Linked DNA regions of Mus musculus: region 1 is linked to region 2. Evidence: chromatin contacts called from public Hi-C data. All regions are on one chromosome and are shown on one strand. The core of a region is the stretch at or near the end of the contact, and the rest is flanking DNA. Distances in the headings are between cores, read along the strand shown.

Region 1 (6,717 bases), core at 1,495-3,994, 1.0 Mb after region 2:
GGATGAAAAGCCTTTTACAACCTGAGTTCAAAATTTAGAACCCAGACTGGCCTCTAACTTATAATCTTCCTGACTCAGCCTACCAAGGTCTGGTCTTATAGGCAATCACCATGCCTGACCTAAAGCTTTACTACAGGGCAATTGTGATAAAAAACTGCATGGTACTGGTATAGTGACAGACAAGTAGACCAATGGAATAGAATTGAAGACCCAGAAATGAACCCACACACCTATGGTCACTTGATCTTCGACAAAGGAGCTAAAATCATCCAGTGGAAGAAAAACAGCATTTTCAACAAATGGTGCTGGCACAACTGGTGGTTATCATGTAGAAAAATGCGAATCGATCCATTCCTATCTCCTTGTACTAAGGTCAAATCTAAGTGGATCAGAGACACTGAAACTTATAGAGGAGAAAGTGGGGGAAAGCCTCGAAGATATGGGCACAGGGGGAAAATTCCTGAATAGAACAGCAATGGCTTGTGCTGTAAGATTGAGAATCGACAAATGGGACCTCATGAAACTGCAAAGCTTCTGCAAGGCAAAAGATACTGTCAATAAGACAAAAAGGCCACCAACAGATTGGGAAAGGATCTTTACCTATCCTAAATCAGATAGGGGACTAATATCCAATATATATAAAGAACTGAAGAGAGTGGACTCCAGAAAATCAAATAACCCCATTAAAAAATGGGGCACAGAGCTAAACAAAGAATTCTCACCTGAGGAATACTGAATGGCTGAGAAGCACCTGAAAAAATGTTCAGCATCCTTAATCATCAGAGAAATGCAAATCAAAACAACCCTGAGATTCCATCTCTCACCAGTCAGAATGGCTAAGATCAAAAATTCAGGTGACAGCAGATGCTGGCGAGGATGTGGAGAAAGAGGAACACTCCTCCATTGTTGGTGGGATTGCAATCTTGTACAACCACTCTGGAAATCAGTCTGGTGGTTCCTCAGAAAATTGGACATAGTACTACCGGAGGATCCCACAATACCTCTTCTGGGCATATATCCAGAAGATGTTCCAACTGGTAAGAAAGACACATGCTCCACTATGTTCATAGCAGCCTTATTTATAATAGCCAGAAGCTGGAAAGAACCCAGATGCCCCTCGACAGAGGAATGGATACAGAAAATGTGGTACATTTACACAATGGAATACTACTCAGCTATTAAAAAGAATGAATTTATGAAATTCCTAGCCAAATGGATGGACCTGGAGGGCATCATCCTGAGTGAGGTAACACAATCACAAAAGAACTCAAATGATATGTACTCACTGATAAGTAGATATTAGCCCAGAAACTTAGTATACCCAAGATATAAGATACAATTTGCAAAACACATGAAACTGAAGAAGAATGAAGACCAAAGTGTGGACACTTTGCCCCTTAGAATTGGGAACAATCACCCATGGAAGGAGTTATATAGACGAAGTTTGGAGCTGAGACAAAAGGATGGACCATCTAGAGACTGCCATATCCAGGGATCCATCCCATAATCAGCCTCCAAACGATGACACCATTGCATACACTAGCAAGAGTTTGCTGAAAGGACCCTCATATAGCTGTCCCTTGTGAGACTATGCCGGGGCCTAGCAAACACGGAAGTGGATGCTCACAGTCAGCTATTGGATGGATCACAGGGCCCCCAATGGAGGAGCTAGAGAAAGTATCCAAGGAGCTAAAGAGATCTGCAACCCTGTAGGTGCAACAACATTATGAACTAACCAGTACCCTGGAGCTCTTGACTCTAGCTGCATATGTATCAAAAGATGGCCTAGTCGCCGTCACTAGAAAGAGAGGCCCATTGGACATGCAAACTTTATATGCCCCAGTACAGGGGAACGCCAGGGCCAAAAAGTGGGACTGGGTGGGTAGGGGAGTGGGGGGGTGTGTGTGGGACTTTTGGGCTAGCATTGGAAATGTAATTGAGGAAAATACATAATAAAAAATATTTTAAAAAATAATGATAAACAATACAAATATTATTGCCTTTCAAGGTAGGGCTCATTTGACACTATTTGGTTTGTTATTCCTTCTCTGTAGTTCTATACTTTTAAAATACTTTTATTCGTGTGTATGTACCTGCCGAGCCCTCTGAAATGAGAGAAACTTGTCTTATCTGCTTTTCTATCCCACAGGGCCTGGAGTATATTTGCTGCAGATCAAATGTGATCTCTATGTTAATAGATATGCAGTTAACAAGATATTGCATGCACCATTTAACATTCGATTAACAAGAGTTATCAGAACACAGGTTTCTTCTTAAAAGTAGACAGTGTAATGTGGTTTTCTTGTTATCCTACAATTTGAATTAGTATGAGTTAAATTTTAGTATGCAGATTGTATTCAAGGTGGCTTGTTATCCAAGCAACAGGCTAACAGGGCAGACTTCAAACATGCAAAAGAACTGGAATTTATACAACCTCTGAACATTTTTAAGCCCTCGGGACTTAAGGGAGTTTGAACAAACAAGACTAGCCTCCCTGCCACTCCTAACAGTGTCATCGGATCTTTGTCTGTCTCACGGAGCCGAGCTCTTAAGAGAATCACAGAACACTTAGAAAAATGCTTCGCAGTCACGGAAAGAGCCGAAGGCGGGCTTCGCGCTCTTCCGGACAACCCCGGGCTGCTCTCGGAAGAGGAAGGCGAGGAAGCCACGCCTCCCACGCTGCGCCCTCTGTCGGCGGAGCCCGGCGCCCGAGCCGCGTCCGTGGAAGCCGCTTTGACGTCGGCGGAAACTGGAGCGACATTTAAAGCGGCAGCAGCGGCGCTGCGGAGTCCGGCTGCTTGGGGTAGGACTCTGACCCTGCCTCGGCCCCGAGGAGGAGAAAGCGGCCGCCGCGGAGCAGGTGAGGAGTGGGCTGGGCACCGGGCCCGGGAGACGGAGCCCGCCTACGCCTTCCATGCCCTGGCCGCGCCTACGCTTGCGGCCGCCTCGCTTGAACCAGGAAGCAGCGGAGCCCGAGGCCTTGGCTCCTCTGCTCTTTCTTTGTGTGGGTCCCGGAGCTCTACCAAGAGAACCGGTAAGGCGCGGCGTGGTCCCCTTCTCTGTCCAGTGCCAGAGGCACCCGGTACCCTTGCATAAGCCTTAGGGCGTGGGGGACGCCGCCAAGTACCCACTTGGCTTTCTCCCTCTCCATTCGTCCGCTTTGGGGGGCGGGGAAGGGGGCTCTTTTCCCACCTCCCTACTAGTTTGATTGAGCTTTACTATGGGGCCCATCCTCCTCTTTAGATCCTTCTTTGGACACAACAATGCTTCCGGCTTCGCATGGCCCGCTACCCCCAACAGAGTACCCTTAGGAGCTAGGCCTACTTTCTTCAACACCCCTCAACCCCCCTGCCTTCGTTCTGCTGTTTGCATCGCCATCCCTGTTTGTGTTTTCACGTGAATTGACGTTTAAAAGCTCAGTTGCACCAAAGTTCAAAGGAAGAAGAGGGAGATGGTGGAAGAGGGAGAGATGGACAACAGCTGCAGGGAGCCCTGTAGTGTTGGTTTGTTTCCCCCCCTCTGGCCCGTGGCATTTTTCTCTTCCCTACTGTCACCAGCCTTCTAAACCAGCCAACAACCAAAGATGTGTTACACAATGCTATGAGATGCCTTTTCCGTAGGCAGGTCGCAAATCTCTGGGGAGGAAAGGTTTGAGACCCACTTGGGGTGATCCTGGGCTAACCCTGACCAGCTGGATACCTAATCAAAATGAAACCAGGTCCCAGTATCACCTAGACACCTACATTTGAATCATTCCCATGTTGGAAAAAAAAAACCCTTATTTTCCAATTATAAAAATCATGTGGCCATATACAGAAATCTCTCCACTTGAAAGTGGTTTCTGTTGAAACCTTCATGTTTTGGATTGTTGGCAGATTGTCTAAAGGTCACACTTTGTGATGAATGCCTTTGTGATTGCCTGTAATTCCTTGGTGCTGTTAAAATGGAGTAGCTAACATGGTTTTAATTTTTGGCTTTTAGACTTTTAAAGTTATGATGTTTTAAATACAGAGATACTCATGCCTCCCTTGTGTGTTTATATGTGAGCATGTGTGTGTGTGTGTGTGTGTGTGTGTGTGTGTGTTTGTGTGTGTGTGTGTAAGTACCAGGTGACAGTGACATTCTTTAGTAACTTATTAATAAAATAATTCTCTACCAAATGTACTTAGCAAGGAATGGTTAATATATAATATTTGTATAACATGTGTTTTGTGCTTATAAGTATTTTAATATGCATATGGGTCCTTTGCACTTCAGATGCACTCTGAACTCAATAGCTTCCGTGAAATGCCAAAAGAAAGTGTTTGGAGTGTCCCACAGCAGCAACAGTTGCCTGCTTCTCTGTTGTAACTAGTTACTGTTTTTGCTTGCACTGACTCCTTTGAAGAGAACTGGGTCTTCTACAAGTGAACATCATTCTTTACCAACAACATATGTTTGCAGTTTTTATGTAAATAGGCACCGAGGAGGGGCGCTCTCCCTTTCTGTTTGTTTCTTCACTAGAGTATGTGTTGACTTCACTTGGCACTCTGTCTAACGCTGCATCTCTACAAAGTGCAAGGCAGAATAGAAGGATAAGGGGTAGGTAGAAATAATGGGAAATTGTGAGGCGCTAATTGTCAGTGTCCGTAATTGGCCTTGGCTGTGAGGGTGAACTTTTGAATAGGATGTAACTAATAAGATTAGAGGTGAAGTTGAAGGGTATAAATTTCAGACTAAATATTAAACACACTAAACTTTTCTGGCATTTGAAGAAGTAATTCATATGCTTAATGGTGAAGATTTTTCTTAAAATGAAAAATTCTTATCTCTTGAGGAAAAATGAAGTAAAGTTGGGACTAGGAAAGTGAATTCTAAGTTTAAAAGGGTGATTAGTGGAAATGCATTTTCCTGAATTTCAAAGGAAGGCGACCAAGGAGATTATTGTTCAGATCTGCATGGCAATTTCAAAGTTTCTTGACATTTCTCAGAGTAAGTCCTAAGATTTGACACACAGTCAAAAGCTAGTGTATGTAAGAGCATGTTTAAAGGTCAAGATTTACACCAAATATTGACTAAAATGTAAACTGTTTACCATACCTATGCCTCACATTTCGAATAGTCAGGTACTTTGGGGTTTTTCCCTCCCTAATCCTCCCCTCTTTCCCTCTTCTCTTTCCCTTATAGGCATGGAGAGTAGAAAACTGATTTCTGCTACAGACATTCAGTACTCTGCCAGTCTGCTGAACTCCTTGAATGAACAGCGTGGCCATGGTCTCTTTTGTGATGTTACTGTTATTGTGGAAGACCGAAAATTCCGGGCCCATAGGAACATCCTTTCAGCCTCGAGTACATACTTCCATCAGCTCTTCTCAGTTGCTGGGCAAGTTGTTGAACTAAGCTTTATAAGAGCTGAGATTTTTGCAGAAATTCTGAACTATATCTACAGTTCCAAAGTTGTCCGTGTTAGAGCAGATTTGCTTGACGAGTTAATTAAATCAGGGCAGTTACTAGGCGTGAAATTTATAGCAGAGCTTGGTGTCCCACTGTCACAGGTTAAAAGCATATCAGGTACAGAACAGGATGGTACTGCTGAGACCTTACCTTCTAGTTCTAGTGACAAAAGCCTTGACATGGAAAAATCAAAAGATGAAGCCCAAGATAATGGGGCTACAGTAATGCCCATTATAACTGAGTCTTTTTCACTATCTGCTGAAGATAATGAAATGAAAAAGATCATTGTTACTGACTCAGATGATGATGATGATGACGATGTCATTTTCTGCTCTGAAATTTTGCCTGCAAAGGAGGATTTGCCAAGTAACAACACAGCAACACAGGTCCAGCCTAACCCAGCCTCTGTTGCTATTTCGGAAGTGACACCTTGCGCTAGCAATAACTCGCCCCCTGTAACAAACATCACACCTACTCAACTTCCCACTCCTGTGAATCAGGCAACTCTAAGCCAAACACAAGGAAGTGAAGAATTGCTAGTGTCTTCAGCTTCAACACATCTGACTCCTAACATTATTTTGTTAAATCAGGCTCCACTTACTGCACCACCGAGTGCCAGTTCTTCACTCCCAAATCATATGTCCTCTTCAGTCAATGTCCTTGTACAGAATCAGCAGACGCCTAACAGTGCTGTTTTAACAGGAAACAAGGCTGAGGAAGAGGAAGAAATTATAGATGATGATGATGACATCATTAGCTCCAGTCCAGACTCAGCAGTCAGTAATACATCTCTGGTCCCTCAGGCTGATAACTCCAAAAGTACCACTTTAGATGGATCATTGACACAGAAGATGCAGATTCCTGTACTTCCTCAAGAGCCACCTTCTAATTCTTTAAAAATTTCAGATGTCATTACTAGAAACACTAATGATCCAGGCTTAAGGTCAAAACATGTAATGGAGGGTCAGAAGATCATTACATTAGATACAGCTACTGAAATCGAAGGCTTGTCAACTGGTTGCAAGGTTTATGCAAATATCGGTGAAGATACTTACGATATAGTGATCCCTGTCAAAGATGACCCTGATGGAGGGGAGGCCAAACTTGATAATGAGCTACCAAAAACATCTGGCAGTGAGCCACCAAACAAGCGTATGAAAGTAAAACATGATGATCACTATGAGTTAATAGTAGATGGAAGGGTCTATTATATTTGCATTGTATGCAAAAGGTCCTATGTCTGTCTGACAAGCTTGCGAAGACATTTTAACATTCATTCTTGGG
Region 2 (6,519 bases), core at 2,010-4,509:
CCATAGGCCTGGTTGGCCTCAAACTCAGAGATTTACTTGCCTCTGCCCCTAGAATGTTAGGATTAAAGGTGTGTGACACTACATCATGTCTCGTGTTTTTGTTGTTGTTGTTGTTGCTTTTTGACAAGGTCTCATATAATCAAAGTTGGCCTTAAACTCCCTATGTACCAAAGGTGAACTCCTGCCTCCACCTCCCAAATGCTAGGATTATGGGATGCACCACTGTACCTGTTCGTTTCCTGACAGCAGCAAACATATTATTATATATGAAAAGACCTTCCCTTCACTCTAACTGGAACTACAGTCAAGTAATTATTTACCTCCTGGGCCCTCATACACAGCCCCTACCATGGATCAGAGGGCCAAACAGTAAACTGTCTCACACAACAGCACTGAACACAAGGTGAACACCGAATCAGTCAACGTCTTCAGAAGGTGATGAAATAGAGAAGAAGTAAGAACCAAAGAAGTTAGAAACTGTTAGATTCTGTCTCAAGAAGACAAAAATCACTTCCTTAAGTCAGTCAAGTAGCAGCAGAGCCAAAGTATCCTAACTCCAAAACCTTTGCCCGTAAACATCCAAAGATCTAAAGTGGACATAGTATTGCACATCTGTAATCCTAATCCCAGTGAGTATTCAGGAGGCAAGTTTTCGGCTACTAGAGGCAAGGGCAGGAAGTTTGCTCTGAGTTCAAGGCTGCTGTAGGCTACACAGCAAGCTCCAGACCAGCCAGGCTTATGTAACAAGTGCCTGCCTTCAAACAAAAGCAATAGTCCCCTCTCCAAAAAACCTCACTCACAACCAAAAGCTTAAGACTCTACTAGAGATAAGTAATGGCATTCCTTCCAGGTATGAAAATACCATAGGGTAAATGAAAGCATGGAACAGCGAGGCACAGGCTTTTTACAAGGCAGCTACTTAATCTCCCCTCATGTACATGAGATGGATTCTCACACAGCACCGAACTGAGCCCCATGCTCTATCCATGTTTTCCTATCTAGAAAACGAGCACAAAATTTACCTAGGTTCACTGTGGGGTATCCATGAGGTAGGAGCAGCTATTAAGTGATTTATGAAACTTAAAGAATTATGAGGGTGAGAGGCAGAGAAATGGCTTTGCATGCAGACTTGTCAACCTGAGTTTGATTCCCAGATCCTACAAGGGTTCCCAGATCCAGAAGTGACTGCCTTCAGATTGTCCTCTGTCCTCTGACCTCCACGCATAGCCTGCACTCACCAACTCAAACCACACACAAACATATCAAACTACATTAATTCTTTTTTATGCTTTGTTTGATGAGACAGTATCTTACTACGTGGCCCAAGTTAGCCTCAAACTCACAGATTCCCCCTGCCTTAGCCTTCCAGGGGTTAGCATTACAAGCACACGCTGCCAAGGCAGCTCTATCACTTCTCTAAATAAGGCACTCCCACAAGCTGTCTTCTGACCTCCACATTTGTACCATGGAGCCTGCATAGAACTAAAGACAAATTTAAAAATAAATAAGTTCCTAGGCCTGCTAGTGCACACATTTCATTCCAGCACTCAGGAGCCAGAGGTAGGCCAATTTATGACTTCAAGGCCAGCTTAGTCTACATAGCGGATTCCAGGCAAGCAAAGGCTAAATATTAAGACCCTGTCTCAATTACAAATCAACCAACCAAGTAAATAAATGGGTGTGCCCTCCATATGCACATGCATGAACAAGTGCACACACACATGTATGCATGCACACCACATACACTGAGCATCTATCTATATATGTATGTATGTGTATATATATATATATATATATATATATATAAAGTTTGTATACCACACTAGTAAAAACCATGCAAAGTAAATGAGCCCTGTATGACCTTAGGCAAGGCATTACCAGAAGCCACCACAATTCTTTTAGTCATCTTACCTTGGACACATAGTAGCGATTGACTCCAGAGATACGTCTATCGCGTTCCATCAGATACCACTGGTACTGAACACGAGCAACTCGTTTTTCCTTTAAATAAAGGACAAGGCAGTTTATAAATATAAGTGACCCAGTAAAAAGATATACCCCACAATTTTTCTTAAATGACATACTAGAGGCTGAAGAGATAGCTCAGAGGGGAAGGGTACCTGCCTGCTATTCTTGGGTGCTCAACTGGCTTCCCAGCACCAAGTTGGTTGGATTTTATTTGGGGGGGGGAGGGGTCATAACTGCAAGTCCAGGAGAGATTCAATACCCTCTTCTACTCTTCATGGGTGCACACAGACAGCAGCAGACACATACATAGATAGTAAATCTTGACAAAGTTAAAACAAAAGCTAAATGACTAATACAAAGCCAAAATCTCCTAAATGAAACCAGACCATGATGGCAACTGACTTCTCAGCCTTCTCCCTTTTTGAGTTGGGGGAGGGGACCAACACCACTGATTTTTTTCCTTTATCCTCCTCCCCCTCTCAACTACTTCTTTTTTTTTTTTTTTTTTTTTGAGACGGGGCTTCACTGTAGTAGTACCAGCTTTCCTGGACTTGACTGCTCTTTGCTCCTGCAGTGGACTGGATTCGTGGCACCCACTTCTGCTGCCTCCTAGCCTCCTTTAACTACTAGTTCCAAGAGACCCGGGGACCTCTCTTGATCTCCGCGGGCTCCTGCACTCAAAGGCACAAATACATCCACCAAAATCAATTAAACAGTGTCCGCAAGGAGATGAACGATGGGAAGGAGCGGGGACATGACTAACACCTTTCTCCCTCTGCCTAGGAACCAGGGCCCAACTCTTGTCATCTACCTTGCTAACTGCCGAATAGATTTTGCCTTTTGGGCCACTCCTCCTCAGCCCTCAAACTGGCTATGTTTTACTAAAGTTAAAAGGTGGAATCCCAAGTCTCCGCGTTCAGGCAACATTAAGAGGAGGATCCCCCTTAGATGGCTTCTTCTTCACAGAGCGAAGGCGCATCCAAACGGCCACCGTCCCCCACCATAAATGGCCCCCGTCCCCCACCGTCCCCCACCCGCGGCCGAGTCGGCCGCCTTACCTTGCCCCCGTTGGTGAATTTGTGGATGTACGCAGTGGACACCCCGGGGATGACCAAGCACACCCCCATAATGGCGAGGCCAGGGAGAATCTCGAACCACATCTCCGCACCGTTACTCGCACGCCAACCCGTCACCGGCTCCTCAGAGGTGACCCGGCTTTACCTCTCTTCCGGCAGCACGCGGGAGGGGCGGTGCCCCGTACGGCTCCGGAGGAGGAAGCGACGGTGGCTGTGGGGGCCCAAAAGTGACTGGCGTTCGCGGTCCAGCAAGCGTTCCCGGACAGGATTCTTTCTGTCGTCCTACTCCTCCTATCTGATCCGCTGCATCAGAGACCACCACGGAGTGTGACGACGCGAAGCGGTCCCGGACGTCGCGGCAGTTTCAGAACTTGGGGATCTCTAAATGGCGGAGCAACTTTCTCCCGGGAATTCTACCCGTCAGGTGTGCACGTTCCTCTTCAAAAAGCCTGGGCGGAAAGGAGCGGCGGGCCGCCGAAAGCGCCGGCTCTGTGATGCAGGCTCCGGGGACAGCTGCAGCAGCAGTGATGAAGGCAGCTCTGTGGTCCGCCCGGAGAAGAAGCAAGCGACCCACAATCCGATGATCCAGAAGACGCGTGGCAGCGCTAAACAGAAGGCAACCTATGGCGGCTTGAGTAGCGAGGACGAGAATGAACCGGAGGGTCTCGGCGTCGTCTACAAGTCTACCCGTTCGGCAAAACCCGTGGGGCCCGAGGATATGGGGGCGACCGCCGTCTACGAACTGGACACTGAGAAGGATCGAGATGCACAGTCCATCTTTGAGCGGAGCCAGAAGATCCAGGAGGAGCTGAGGGGCAAGGAAGATGACAAGATCTATCGGGGAATCAATAATTATCAGAAGTACGTGAAGCCCAAGGATACATCCATGGGCAATGCTTCCTCCGGGATGGTGAGGAAAGGCCCTATCCGAGCTCCTGAGCATCTACGTGCCACCGTGCGCTGGGATTACCAGCCCGATATCTGTAAGGACTACAAGGAGACTGGTTTCTGCGGCTTCGGGGACAGCTGCAAATTCCTCCATGATCGTTCAGATTACAAGCACGGGTGGCAGATCGAACGTGAGCTTGATGAGGGTCGCTATGGTGTCTATGAGGACGAAAACTACGAAGTGGGAAGCGATGATGAGGAAATACCATTCAAGTGTTTCATCTGTCGCCAGACCTTCCAAAATCCAGTTGTCACCAAGTGTAGGCATTATTTCTGCGAGCGCTGTGCATTGCAGCATTTCCGTACCACCTCACGCTGCTATGTCTGTGACCAGCAGACCAATGGCGTCTTTAATCCAGCCAAAGAACTGATTGCTAAACTGGGAAAGCATCGAGCTGAAGCAGAGGGTGGTGTTTCTGATTCTCTAGAAGACATAGAGGAGAGTCCAGTTTCCATTATTTAGACTTTCCATAATTCTCAGTCTCAAAATAAATGTTTTGTTGTTTCTTAAAATCTTTTCTTTCTTTCTTTCTAAAGGGAAGTGGCAGAGAAGGTAGGCGATGGAGTAGGGCTCCAGAGGAAAAGCTTCAAGATAGGTATTATCTGGAATTCTAGACCTGAAATAACTTCCATGACTATAGCATAGGTCATGTGGATGGGAGAAGTTCATGAACAATGCTAGGATTTACGTAAGGGAACCCAAGTCGGGATGACATCAAGAACTGATTCTATTATATCACATTTGAATAGTTTAGAAATTACTCTGATGCTTTATCTGTTGGTACAAGTGCTGTTTTCAAATGCACATTTGGAGGGCTTGAGTTGGTCCTCGATCTCTTTGAGGGTGTTTCTTGCAGTCTTTGGGAAATTGTCCATGCTCTCTTTGAAGCACCTATAGGTAACCCCCGTTTCCACTGACGATGGAAATGCTCTCTGTCGAGCTGTCCAGTATGCTAGATTCTATTCTCATGTGGCTGTCAGGTACCTGAAATGTGCAGATGGCCACTGAATTGGATGTTGTACTGAACTTGGAGATAGCGAAAAGCCTAATGCTTTATAATCTATAATCTGAAACTATCCCTGTCCTCATAGACTCCAATGGGACTAATCACACCTTGTTAAAATTAGTGTACCTGTATTCACAATTGTTTGGGATCTAGCTTAGTGCTTGGTATATGATAAGAAACTGATAAGAGGCAAACGTTTTAAGATGGGGAATTTAGACCAAATCCCACACTGAAGGAATCTCTAGGTAACGGGGGGATGAAAATGACAAATACATTTGGTTAACATTCCTGAGAGGCAGGGAGGACAGGCCAGAAGACCAGTCAATATTTTAATGGTAAAACTCAGACTGGGTTGATGTAAGAAAACAGGTAAATATAGCCGGGCGTGGTGGCGCACGCCTTTAATCCCAGCACTTGGGAGGCAGAGGCAGGCGGATTTCTGAGTTCGAGGCCAGCCTGGTCTACAAAGTGAGTTCCAGGACAGCCAGAGCTATACAGAGAAACCCTGTCTCGGAAAACCAAAAAAAAAAAAAAAAAAAAGAAAACAGGTAAAAGTATAAGTTGAGTTAAAAGGGGACTTTAGTCATACTTATTAATCTGTTTCAAGGTATTCTTTGAACGGACTTTCTTAAGCACTGTGTTTAGGATAGGGCCTAACATCAGTAAATAAAACAGACACAGGCCCCAACTTCCTAGAGCTGTATAGAGAGCAGCAAACATGGTGAGTATGGGAAAGGAGTGTACTGGGTTGATCTCAGAATTAACCGAAACTCTTGGGTGGTGATAGGGCTCAGTGGGTGGAAACACCTGCTGCCAAACGTGACCAGACCACGGAATTGGACCCACGTTGGGGAGGGACAGAGTTGACTCAGAGGTTGTCTTCTGATCTTCAAGTACACACAGAGAATAAAATAAATAAAATATAAAGGGGAAAATAAGAATGAACCCAGTCCTAGGGCTGGGGGAAGATGGTTCAGTGCAGAGCAACTGCCTGGAATGCTCAAGGTGGGGGAGGAAGAGAATTGAAACCCTGCTGAAGAGTTCACAGACATGACATCACCTTTTCTTAAGATTTATTTGGGGCTGGTGAGATGACTCAGCGGGTAAGAGCACTGATTGCTCTTCCAAAGGTCCTGAGTTCAAATCCCAGCAACCACATAGAGGCTCACAACCACCCGTAATGAGATCTGATGCCCTCTTCTGGTGGGTCTGAAGACATTATTTATAATAATAAATCTTTGAGCAGGAGCCAGTAGGAACTGAGCAAGCAGGGTTGACTGGAGTGAGCAGAGGTCCTAAATTAAATTCCCAACAACCAGATGAAGGCTCACAACCATCTGTACAGCTACAGTGTACTCATATGCAAAGAATAAATAAATCTTTCCTTTGAAAGCTAGAAGAGGGCATTAGATCACCTGAAACTGGAATTAGAGGCAATAATGAGTTCATATGTGATCCTCTGTGTGACTAGCAAGGGCTCTTAACTGCTGAATCATCTCAAGAGCCCCACGAGCTCACAT

The links. A called contact is a pair of places that touch in the nucleus more often than the background predicts.
Region 1: a contact with region 2 is called in a Hi-C map of CD8 T cells, with 3 times the contacts expected there. The contact joins the promoter of Zbtb33 here to the promoter of Rnf113a1 in region 2. A contact is called at or near these places in 2 of 39 promoter capture datasets (hippocampal neurons and pre-B cells) and 1 of 484 Hi-C or Micro-C datasets (CD8 T cells).

Annotation. Positions count from the first base shown.
Region 1 is chrX:38,187,049-38,193,765 of GRCm38.p6, forward strand. It overlaps Zbtb33 (zinc finger and BTB domain containing 33), which reads left to right and starts at 2,745. Exons shown (of 2, transcript NM_020256.2): 1 at 2,745-3,034; 2 at 5,167-6,717. The coding sequence starts at 5,169.
Region 2 is chrX:37,187,963-37,194,481 of GRCm38.p6, forward strand. Rnf113a1 (ring finger protein 113A1) reads left to right here and starts at 3,260. Exons shown (of 1, transcript NM_153503.2): 1 at 3,260-4,505. The coding sequence starts at 3,430. The coding sequence ends at 4,455. It overlaps Ndufa1 (NADH:ubiquinone oxidoreductase subunit A1), which reads right to left and starts at 3,276. Exons shown (of 3, transcript NM_019443.2): 1 at 3,027-3,276; 2 at 1,912-2,001. The coding sequence starts at 3,128.